2 separate regions of the Dromaius novaehollandiae genome follow, and region 2 is linked to region 1. A link is a contact called in public Hi-C data. All regions are on one chromosome and are shown on one strand. The core of a region is the stretch at or near the end of the contact, and the rest is flanking DNA. Distances in the headings are between cores, read along the strand shown. Region 1 holds the start of HOXA10 (homeobox A10). Region 2 has its middle 110 kb from the start of NFE2L3.

Evidence for each region. Hi-C and Micro-C count contacts between places; a contact is called where the count stands out from the background.
Region 2: a Hi-C map of brain shows a contact between it and region 1, with 13 times the contacts expected there. The contact joins the enhancer-like site here to the promoter of HOXA10 in region 1. A contact is called at or near these places in 2 of 4 Hi-C or Micro-C datasets (brain and ovary).

The regions. Positions count from the first base shown.
Region 1 is chr2:37,913,942-37,919,406 of bDroNov1.hap1, reverse strand. HOXA10 (homeobox A10) reads right to left here and starts at 2,772. Exons shown (of 2, transcript XM_026103729.2): 1 at 537-2,772. The coding sequence starts at 1,368.
Region 2 is chr2:38,585,038-38,590,502 of bDroNov1.hap1, reverse strand. No RefSeq gene overlaps it. Among named protein-coding and RNA genes, the nearest start is that of NFE2L3, 110 kb to the right of the region's middle. Within about 2 kb of position 3,397, at least 2 of the 2 cell types and tissues checked have open chromatin away from gene starts, as enhancers often do.

The DNA of each region.
Region 1 (5,465 bases), core at 1,523-4,022:
ACGCTGAAGGATTTGCCTGGTACATTCATCAGTCTAATTTGATAGCAGTTCATAGATGGCACGTTTCAGCGCGGCTGTTATTTCGAAAAGCATTCTGGATCGTAAAATATAACTTACCGCGTTAATAGGTTTATTTGTTGGCACTGCCTATTGCTTATTTTGGATGCTTTACAAGCATCTCTGTTATCTGGTAGGCACCTTCACGTCACTGGGGAAAGATTGATCTTCTTTTCCTATACGTTTAAGCTGCATGCAGGCTAAAGTTGCCCAGAGCGAAGGCTCTAAGGGTTTTTAACTATAGGATGGACATTAATTTTTACTGCAACCCTATGCGCGAATACTACAAAGTTCAGAAGGTCAGTCTGAGCAGCGCCTCTTGGCAGTCCTGCAGGGCTGCTGGGATCCTCCTTTCGCACTGTGATGCCACTATGATCCTCAACTGCTTTTCTCTCTCTGTTTTTGTTTTTTCTGTTTCGTTCCTATCGTCACCACCACCACCACCATCACCACCACCATCACCACCATAGTTTGCTTACCTACGGGCTCTTTCTCGGGAGAGGCTTTGCTGCTCTCCGACGGAGCTGGCGAGAGCTCCTCTGCCGTCGAGGACGAAGCCTGGGTCTCTTCCTCCCTCTGGGAGACGCAGGCCAGGGGGCTGGGGGAGCGCTCCTCGTCCTCGCTCCGCGCGGCGCCCGGCACCGAGGGCAGAGGCGGCGGCGCCTCGAAGCGGCCCGGCGGCCGCGGCGCGAAGGGGGGGGCGGCAGCGGCGGCGGCGGGGGGCCCCGCGCCGCAGCTCCGCGCCGCGCCGTACGCCTGCGACAGGCGGAAATAGCCCGGCACCGGCACCCCGCCGCCCGCGCCGGCGGCGGCCGCCTCGGCGCTCAGGCGCGGGAAGGGCGCGGGCTCGGCGGCGGCCGAGCCCTTGGGGCATTTGTCAGAGTCATAGAGGCAGTAGGAGCTCTCCTCCTTGATGCTCTGCGCGAAGGAGCACGAGGTGGCCTGCTGCTGCTCCGGCTCGTCCATGCGGCAGGACCGCGGCGGGTCTAGCCACACTTCCATGCCGGACACGTAGGGGTGCGAGGTGGGGACCATGCTTGGAGAAGTACCTTCATTGCGTTTGCCCAGAACGGGGAAAAGTCCGCAGCTTTGCAGCCCGTAGGACAGATCGGACGCTTGTGGCAGGTAGATCCCACTGTTGGGATAGTAGCCGCCTCCGCCTCCGCCTCCGCCTCCTGCTCCCGCCGCTTCCCCTCTGCCCGAGCTGATCAGGGAGTCTACCAAAAAAGAGTTTGCAGCCGGGCTCTCTGAGCATGACATTGTTGTGGAATAATTTGGCGAAGGGAGCAGATAGCCCTTTCTGGCTGACATTTCTTGTGCAAAACATGCTGAATATGATTAGAGATACCCCCGCACCACGGCAAACGCTTGCAGCCAATGGCAACCCGGGCCTCCCCAGCAACCCCTCCCAGTCTGGTTTCGTATGCACGGAGCTGCTCTCAGGTCGACCTCTGAATTTGGGATATATATGTATATAAATGTGCGATATGGATTTCTGTACACACACGCGCGCGCACTGGGCGCACGTGCGTGTGCCTGCGCCTGTGCGGAGCGCTGCGCTCCGGCGTGCGGACGGGGTGCGCTTCGGCGGCACTCGCTCCGAGTTTCACGTTCCCCGTTATCGCGCGCACCACTATAAAATAGCCCAGCGGTCGCGATGTTTATTATACCTAGGATGAAGCGGTACACAGATGAAGCTTTTATTATCACTCCTCTCCCCGCAGCCGGGCGTTCAGGAAGTAATGCGTGCTCACCTCGCTGCACAGCCTGTGTTTGCCACGAAATTAATAAAGCCACGGCTCGCCCTGCTTTGTATGCTTAGGCTCGGCGCCCTTTATTGGATCGTCTCGTTTTTAAGAAATAAAAGACATGTTATTGTTTATCACGGATCATTGGAAACTGTAAACGGGCCTCGTGTCGCTAGCGTTAAACTACTGATGAATGGGCAGTTTCCAGCCTAACATCGCCACCAAAACCCCAGGCTAGAGTTAAATTTACTAGAAATAAAATGTTCGCTGCTGCGCTGAAGAATCTATTAGGGACCGATGCCACTCTAGGAGGATTGATTGTGTGGTTGCAACTTCCAGTGCTTTAGTTAACGCTGGACTCTTCCCCAGGTCTCATCGCCACTTAAAATATAAAGCCAGACATATGCCACAGAAAGAATCCAGACGTGAGCAGTCCAAATGGATTCTCACAGGATGCTACACACCCTGTTTAATGATGTGTTTGTATTTGGGCGATCATTTTTATTTCCCCCCTCCCGATTTGGATCATCATTCGCTTCTCGTCTCTTCAAAAGCACCGTCTCGTTCACAAGCAAAGTACTAAATAATGGAAAGAGTAAGTAGATGAATCCAGAGATATTAGACAGCTCTGTCCAGTCAATATGCAATTGTGGCGGAGGTAGCAGACAGATAGCAGACAGACAGGCACGCAGACAGAGAGACAGATAGATTTTCTAATGACTCGCTAAATGATTCTTGCTTTCACTTCCATCATCCCTCGCTTATGCTATTCCGAAGTCGCCTAACTGCCTGGCCCGGAGGATTAAGGGTGCTTTAGTCGAAACAAAGTCTGGGGCCGCTCAGGGCTTTCCCAGCGTCTGCTCCCCATCCCTGCCGCCGAGCAGGGCCGGCTCCCCTGCTCCAGCCCCTCCGCCCGCGAGACCGCGGCCCGCCGGGCTCCGCTTCCACGAGGGGGGGCCGGAGGCGGAGGAGGAGGTCGGAGCCGGGGGCGGGGGGGGCCTCTGGCAGCCGAGGCCTGCCGGGGCCGGGCTGGGCTGCTCCCCGCGGCGGGCGACTGCCCGGAGGCTGCTGCCGCCCCGGAGCGCGGCCAGCGCGGCGGCGGCGGCGGCGGCGGCGGCGGGGGGCAGCGCGGCCCGCGCCGCTCCGCGCCCCTCCGCGCCCCTTGGCGTTCGCACGGCCCCGCAGCGCTGCTCCCGCTGCTGGCCCCGGCGGCGCCCGGGCCGCTTCCCCTGCAGCCTATCGATCTGTCAAGCCTCACGTGGTTTCCCATTTCAGGGTTTGCCTCCGACGAGGAAATTCTTCCTCTTCTGTTTTTTTTTTCTTCCCACATTTTGACATTCCCCTGGACAAGTTGTTCTGAAACGTGCTGAAGACAGCGGGACGCGAATGTTAGTTTCCGCAGGCGAGTTAAGCTGGTGGGGCCTCCCGAGGCTCCGTCCTTGTCAGATGGAAACGCTGGAGCAGGGAGAGGTTGTAACAACTTGGCAATACCCATAAAACCTTTATGGAAAGGCGTCTTATTTTTCCAGTGTTAGCAAATGTGCGTTATAGCACAGCTTACTTATGAGTGCTAAGCGGGTCTTGCCTGTCGGATGCGGTGATAGGAGTGGATCCAACAGCCTATAGAAACCCTTCGATTTTTTTCCCGCATTTCCTTCTGTAATGTTATTTGTATTTCCCCAACCCAACTTACCCCACAATGTGTTAATGTGTGATGGACAAACCTTATCAGATTCCTATGAGGGCCATATCACTGCTAACAAAATTAATACCATATAAGGAACCATTTTATTGGCTAGTATACAGGAAGGCTATTATCAATAGGCTTAGCGTTATAAATACAGATCTAAATAAAATGAAATGTGAGTCCGAACTCCACGTTCCAAATACATTTCTCTACACAGGCCAGGTATAAAAATTACTCCGGGGAAGTCCGCTCTTGCGGTATGTTTATTTTGCATTTGCCAAATTAAATAGAAATGGATTGCAAACCTAAAACCCATGCGGAATCGAGGAGTAACACTTGAAATCCTTCCAAAGCTGTTTTTAAAATAAGCAGCTCGCTTTTAAAAATTGGATTAAAGGGGGAAACGGCCTATAAAATTACGTTACAATCCTCGTCAGCCTAAATAAAATGACTCAAAACGTATCGGAACGAACACGAGTTGGCTTCTCCTTCCTCTTTGAAAGCTGATGCAGAGAAATCAGACAAAAGACACAGGGGCCAGAGACTATTTGGAAGAAGAAAACTAGTTTTTTACTTAACTTTTCTCCTGCCCCCCCTATAGGTTCTGTGGCAAAAGATTCGCCACGCAGGCGCTCGGTTTTAGCCCTCGGTTACTTTGACCAAAAGGAGAGTGCCCGGGTCCTGCAGAAGCTGCCATCGGAAAAAAACGATCTGTGCCCTTTTTTGTTGAGATTTTCATAATGAGCAGTGCTGTTTTGATGGTCAAGGCACTCCGTCTAGATCATGAACTCAGCTCGGCGGTGTATTATCCCTGCTTTCTTTAATCGCTAACAAGGCCAAGGCAAATAGTAACCAGCATCATCAAACCCAGTGAAGTAAAACTAATAATGTTCGCTTGATTCTTAACTATAAAAGATAATGGTCAATTCTGACTAAACTGAGCTAATTTGGCATGCATTGTGTGTAGCTACTGCGTTTCCAGCGCTTAGCAATGTGTCCCTTGGAGCTTAACCCCTATTTAAAAGAAATTTTAAAGAATATTGTGGACGCCAGGGGAGGAGAAATATTTTCTTTTTAATTCTAATTCTGTAAGTAAAGCTATCCGAGGGTCCATAAAATCGAGCAAATAAAATTCAGATAAATATCAAAACCAGTAATAAGGTGGTTTCGGGAGAATCAAAATCCACGGCGTGCATAAACAACACTATCCAAATAAAGCTTTATCGATCTAAGAAAAATATAATAGATGAATTAATAGAGTCGTTAACCTGTTTTATTGGTTTGACTAAAATTAAAAACAAAAAGGAAATAAATAAAACCCGACAGCTCAGCCTAAGCAAACTCTGGTTGGAAATTCCAAAATGCATCATGTTAAATCATGATTTATCCGTTTATTATATCCTGTATAAATCAAAAGATACTGCATTGTTAATCAAGAGACGCATTTTGTAAGCTAATTAAAATGCATTCTCATTTATAGACATGGGAAAACTGCAATTTGCAAAAATGCAAATGGCCTTGCAGTTTGTTACAGGAGTGCATGCGCCGCCTATCTGAGGATACAGTTGCAGATTACATTTTATACGTCGCCAAAAAAATAATGCAATCAGAGTACAGTTATTTAATATTGGAACTGTCATTTGTCAGGAACGTGCGTGTGTGCCAGATTTTTTTTTAATTATTTTTTTTGTCTGGATCTACTCCAAAGAAGGCGGAATTCAAGCAGGAGGTTTAGGAACTGCGTCCGTGACAAGTTAGGTGACAAGTGACGGCCCCACTAATTTTACCTTTACTAGAAATTCTTTCACAATGGGGGGAGGGGGGTTGGCTTGTTGTGGCGGATTATCTTGTAAAAAATTAGGGTGAGATTTAATTTTATTCCAGTTATTTCAGCCATCCAGAGGCCTGTTCCCCTAAGTATATTTTATAGTATATGTGTATCGTTTTACTCAGTTGGATTTGGAACATATTTT
Region 2 (5,465 bases), core at 2,148-4,647, 670 kb before region 1:
TTCTGGGTGCGAACATAGGGAATGCGGGAAAGGGAGCGCCGCTCCCCAGGCCTGCGCCGGGCGCCGGCGGGACCCTGCGCTGCCGCGGTGTCTGCTGCCCCCTGGCGGCCGCGGCGCGCGGAGACAGACCCGCGGCGCGCAGCACAGGCAGACGTGCGCGCATTACCTATATACGCGCTCTCTCTATATATTTTATACACTCACACACACTATACATACATATACAGACATGCGTGCAGACATATGTATGCAAAAAAAAAAAAAAAGATGCACGCATACACGCACGTAGGTATGCGTAAAACATGCGTCTCTGAACAAGAAACTTTCTCCCCCCCGTCCCTGAGCTGTTCGCGGCTCTGGGGACGGCGGTTAACGACAGCGCTGTCTAATCAGGGGCCAAACAATCGCCTCTAACAACAGCCCCCCACGCCGAACAGGCGCGTCTTCCCTGTAGCGCCGACAGTGAACTGTTTGGCTTACAGCTGCCCCTCAAATCCAAGATGTGCTTTTTAAAACTTTTTCTTTCTTCTTCTTCTTCCTTTCTATTTCCTGTTTTCTTTTTTCCTTTTCTCCTTTTCTCTTTTTTCTTTTTATTTTTTCATGTTATTTTTTCTTTCTTTTTTCTATTTTCCTTCTTCTTTTTCCTTTTTTCATTTCTTTCTTTGGGCGCTTGGGCTTTTTTTTTTATGTTTAACACCCCTCAGGGAACCATTTTCCCTCCTCGAATGTGCAGCTGTGACACTGCGGGAGTGTGGGAGTACCCGAGTGGTACTTTGTGCTGCTCCGGCGCCCTGGCCCGGGTCGGGCTGCTTTCGGGGACAGTGTGCTTGTGAGGTCGCTTAGCTCCACGGAAAAGGGAAAGCCGGGAGCGGGGGAGGATTTCAGGGCTTCACCCTTGCAGACAGACAGCCTGCACTGTAGAAATAAACAAACTACAAGGCAAAAGCAGTTAAAAATCACCGTTCTCGGACTTTGGATGAAAATAAAACAGGCAGACAAGAAAAACCACAGACTCAATACTCAAAATCATCAGGGTGGAGGAAGGCAGCCTGGCGAAAAAAGAAATGGTGGTTCAAGAACAGGCCAGAAATGAGGTGGGCTGCTGGAGGGGGCTGGGAGAGGTTGGAGGCACAGGATTAGTGAGAGGCAAATGAAAGGGGACGCCGGGACCGGGGGCTGGTGGGGACCCCCAGGAGCCCATCGGGGACCGCATGGGGCTCACAGCAGGCCTGCCTGATTCCCTCCACAGTCCCTGGGAATGACCGACACACCAGGAAAATGAGGGGGGAGGAAGAAAGAGACCCATTTTGCACAGGGTCAATTATTTCCTATTATTCAGGGATGGGAGAGGGGATACTTTGCGAGCCCCTTGGGTAATCAGGCTTGTGCGCCGGAGCGTGGGGTTTGTTTCTCCTCGTTGCCATGGCAGGTATCTCCCCTCGGCTGCAGAGCCACCTCCGTCCCCGATCGCCCCCCGCTGCAAGGCCCCGTCGCCTCTCGCCAAACTATGCAGCCGCTTCTCGAGGGAGCGGGGTCCGGCGGGCTGTGCTCTAGGGAGCCTTCCTTATTTAGAAAGAAACCACGAGCCAGGGAGACCGGGGAGGGCAGAGAGAGAAAAGGAGATGGGGCTTGTTTAGAAGCAGCAGCTAAACAGCTGGGAGCTCTTTCCGTTGGTTTATATTTCTAACTTTGTTTGGGTCTTGCTTTACAACCCCCAGTGAAAACAAATCAGAATTGTTTCCTTCTTGGAGTGTCTGTTTAGGATTTAAAGGGGGGGGGGGGGGGGACTCCACACGGGTTCTCAGAAATCGCTGCTTTCCCAAACCCTGCAGCCTCCTTGTCCCCCCGCTGACCTCTCCCGCGGAGCCACAGCCCCCGCGTCCAGCCGCGCCGTGCAAACGCTGAATCGCTCTGCCTGTTGCTGCAAAGGTGGCTTTTCGCCCTTCTTTGCTGCAGGGAAACGCGTTTTTCATGTGCCGGATCACTGTGGGATAAACTGCTGTGGATGGTCCCATAAATAGCATCGGTTTATTGTTCTTTCCGAGTGAGAAAAAACAAAATACTGGGGAAAAAAAGAAAAATCTTTTATCCGATACACACGAACATCACGTTTATTCTTTTGTGGGATTACTTCCCAATGCTGAGCACTGAATACCAGCGTTTTTTCCACGCACGCAGACACAGACACTCGCAAGTCGCGCACACGCGCGCACGCGTATTGCCGCCGCGCATTTGCGGAGTAGGAGGGCGCCGGGCAGCCGCGCAGCGTCTCTTCGGCCGGTTAAAAGTTGTTCAAATCGCTAGCTACAGTCGCCTCCAGGTGCCTCCTCGGCTAAAACGAACTTAAACAAATGGCAGAAGGGGCTGCAATCTTCCAGGAGGAAAATTTTTAAAAAGAACAAATGCGAATACTGTGAAAGCGAGATGAAAGCAGGGGCAGGACCCACAGGGAGCGCAGGCTGGGACGTGCCCGGGGCTCCCCGACCTCCCCGCGGCGACGTCCCCGAGGCTGGGTTAAAGGCAAGGGGAGACAGCGTGTGCGCGCGTCCGCGGCGCCGGGGCAGCGCGGGGCGCGGAGCTGCCGCCGCACCGGGACCCCCAGCGCGCCCGCGCTGCCCGCGTGCCCGGGCTCGGTTCGTCCCGAGCTAAGCGCCCGCGGCACGTCGCTTTTGCCCCTTTTCGGGGAGGGGGTCACAGCGGAACCTGTTTTGCTTTTTTTAAAATAAACGTTAATTAATTGCCGCTTCCCTCGACAGATACATTTATACAAAAATGAGGCGGAATCATACAAAATTCGGGGCAGAAGCGCACCTTGGCGCGGGGGGAGGAGGGCACGAAGCTCTGCGGGGCTTTGCTCGCGCTTTTATTCCCCGGCGCCGACCCCCGGCAACCGGGCGGGCGCAGCCCTCGGCGGCTTCGAGCCCGATCCTCGCAGCGCCCCGGCGGTCCCAACGCGACCTTGCAAAAAATGAAAACATGTAAAAAAAAGAAAAAAGGGTGGAATTGCAAGAGGTGCAAGCGGCTGCCCGCGGGGTGCAGCGAGGGAAGCCCGCTGCCGGCGTGGCCGCTGCATTTTTAACTTGTCCAGCAGCGCGGGGCAACTCGGAGCGCAAAAACGAGGCGCGGCGCCGCCGCCGCCGCCGCCGCCGCCGCCGCCAGCCCTGCCCGCTGCAGAGCCCCGCGCCCGCCACGGGGCGGCGAGCGCCAGCCCGAGCCCCCCCGCGCCCCCGCCTCCGGCAGCCGCCCCGCCTCTATTTGTATACGCGGCGGGGATTGGCCAGCGTTGGCGCCGCGCACCGCCTCTGACGTCAGAATGCTCGCCTGCCAATGAGTGGCGAGGTGCGGCGCCATTGGCTGCCTCCGGGAGTGTCAATCAGGGGAGATTTGCATGCCGGGCGCGCCGCGGCGGGGGGTAGCGCGGCCCGGCGGGCGCGGAACGGTGGTAGAGGCGTAACGTGGCTCTGACTCCTAAATGTCTTCCGACCACCTCCGCAGCGTGTGCGTCCTATATTCACACGCGTAACAGTCCCGTATAATCTGCATTTTTCAGGCCTGTACGTTGTGCGTGCGCCTGCAAAATTTATGCAAAATCGGGATAACCCGCCTATGAAATAGAGCGGGGTGTGTGTGTGTTTACACGCTCGTTAGTTACATGTGCAAAGAGGTTTTCGGAGGCAGGAGGAAACTGCGCTGCCCCGGTGCCGCACAGCCCCGCGTGTTTCCCCTCGGCTTGCGCGGGCTGAGTGCAGCTCCTCCGCGGGCGAAACGCGCCGGTGCCGCTCCGCCGCTCGCGGGCCGCCGTGCGGGGCGTCGGCTAGACACCAGCAAAGTCCGCAGAGAAGCGACCGGGGCCCAAGCACCCCGCCGCCGCTCTCGCGTTGCACAGACGGCACCGGGCGCGTTCGGGGGCTCCTAATTCACCGCCCGGCGCGGCTCCCCCGCTGCCCTCCCGGGGCCCGAGCCCCGCGCCGCTCCCCGCCCGGTCCCGCTGCGTCAGCGCCGCGCGCCGTCCGTCATCCTCCCGGCTTCCGACGTCACCGGCGCCGGGCCACCAATCAGCGGGCGGGCGGCGGGGTGACGCAGCTGCGCGGCGGTGACGGACGCGCGGGCGGGGGCAGCGCAAGGGGCGGCGGGAGCCGCGGCGGGGAGCAGGGCGCGCCGGCAGGAGCGGCGGCCCCATGGCGCCAGTGCGGGCGGAGCGCGGGGTTGCGGCGCCGCTAGAGCGCGGTTTCTTGGCGAGTCACTTCGCTCTCCGCGCTGCCCCGACGGGGCTTTTGTTCGGCGTTTAACAAAACCAGCCCCCGGCCCCTCCAACCCCGGGCTCCTTCAGCGCCGCTGTTTCGTCGGCAGAAGCCGAGGCAGGGAGCAGCCCCGGAGAGGGGCTGGGGTGACGTCACGAGGGAGGGGCCGTTGCGTCACGGCGGGACCCGCGGAGGCGGCCGTCCCGCGCCGCAGCGCCGGGCTCGGCTCCCGCCCGGTGTTGGGTTTCCGCGGCCGCGGCGAGCTGATCCTTTAATTGCCCGAGAGATCCTTTTCTCCTCTTCTTTGCAAATAAAATAAACACAAGAGGGCGTTTCGAGCCTTTGATCCTCGCGCTGTACAGTAAGGAAAACAACCCGTGAACTTCAAAAGGGACGGAGGCGTTCTGGGGTTAATTTCGCTTCCTAAATGGCTGAACATGGCCATAAATCATAAATTCCCTCCTCTCCGTGGAAGCACTAATCAGGGGAACACGTACGGAAAGCGCCCTTCACGCGGTGGCAGCCTCAGACACCGTGCGGGCTCTAAGCTGACAGATCAAAATTCCGGCATACGATGTTATAAATCAACAGGTTTCATAAATCTTTGCAGGCGACGGCTCCGCGGGGCTGAGGCGAGGGGGGGGAGTTCCCGGCAGTAATGTGGGCACCGTGAAAATTCGCTTCCTCACAAGAACTGCATTAAGTAAACCTAACACCGAAATGTTGTCTGGCAATCTGTCTTGAAAAGGTTACAGTGTGTTAGAGATTTGGAAAGCGCCATAAAGCAGTAAAGATTATGAAGTACAGCTTAAGGTTTATCAAATGACTTCCCGTGCTGGGACAACCTTTCAACCGAAGGCAAAACCTGAAGCCTGTGATCTTTGCAGCCTCAGCCCATAAATGTGTTTGAGGAGGGATTCTGTTTTCTGCCGGTTTATAGTATCCCTTCTGCAGCACGTAATTTAAATCTACTTTTCGGGAGTCGATATCTGGTAGTAAAAGTAATGCCGTGCCATTAGACGTGGTGCTTTAAAACTATCGAGGCAGCCGCAGCGCGGAGGGACCAAACCACGCGCGGAGCCCGGCGCTGCGGAGCAGGGAAACGTCCTGCGCGTCCGAGCTGTCCCGCACCGGACAGCGGAGAGGCAGCCCGGGGTCCCGAGGGGGCAGCGCGGCTCTGCCTGGGGGGAGCCTGCCCGGGCGGACGTGGGGCCGCCGGGAGCC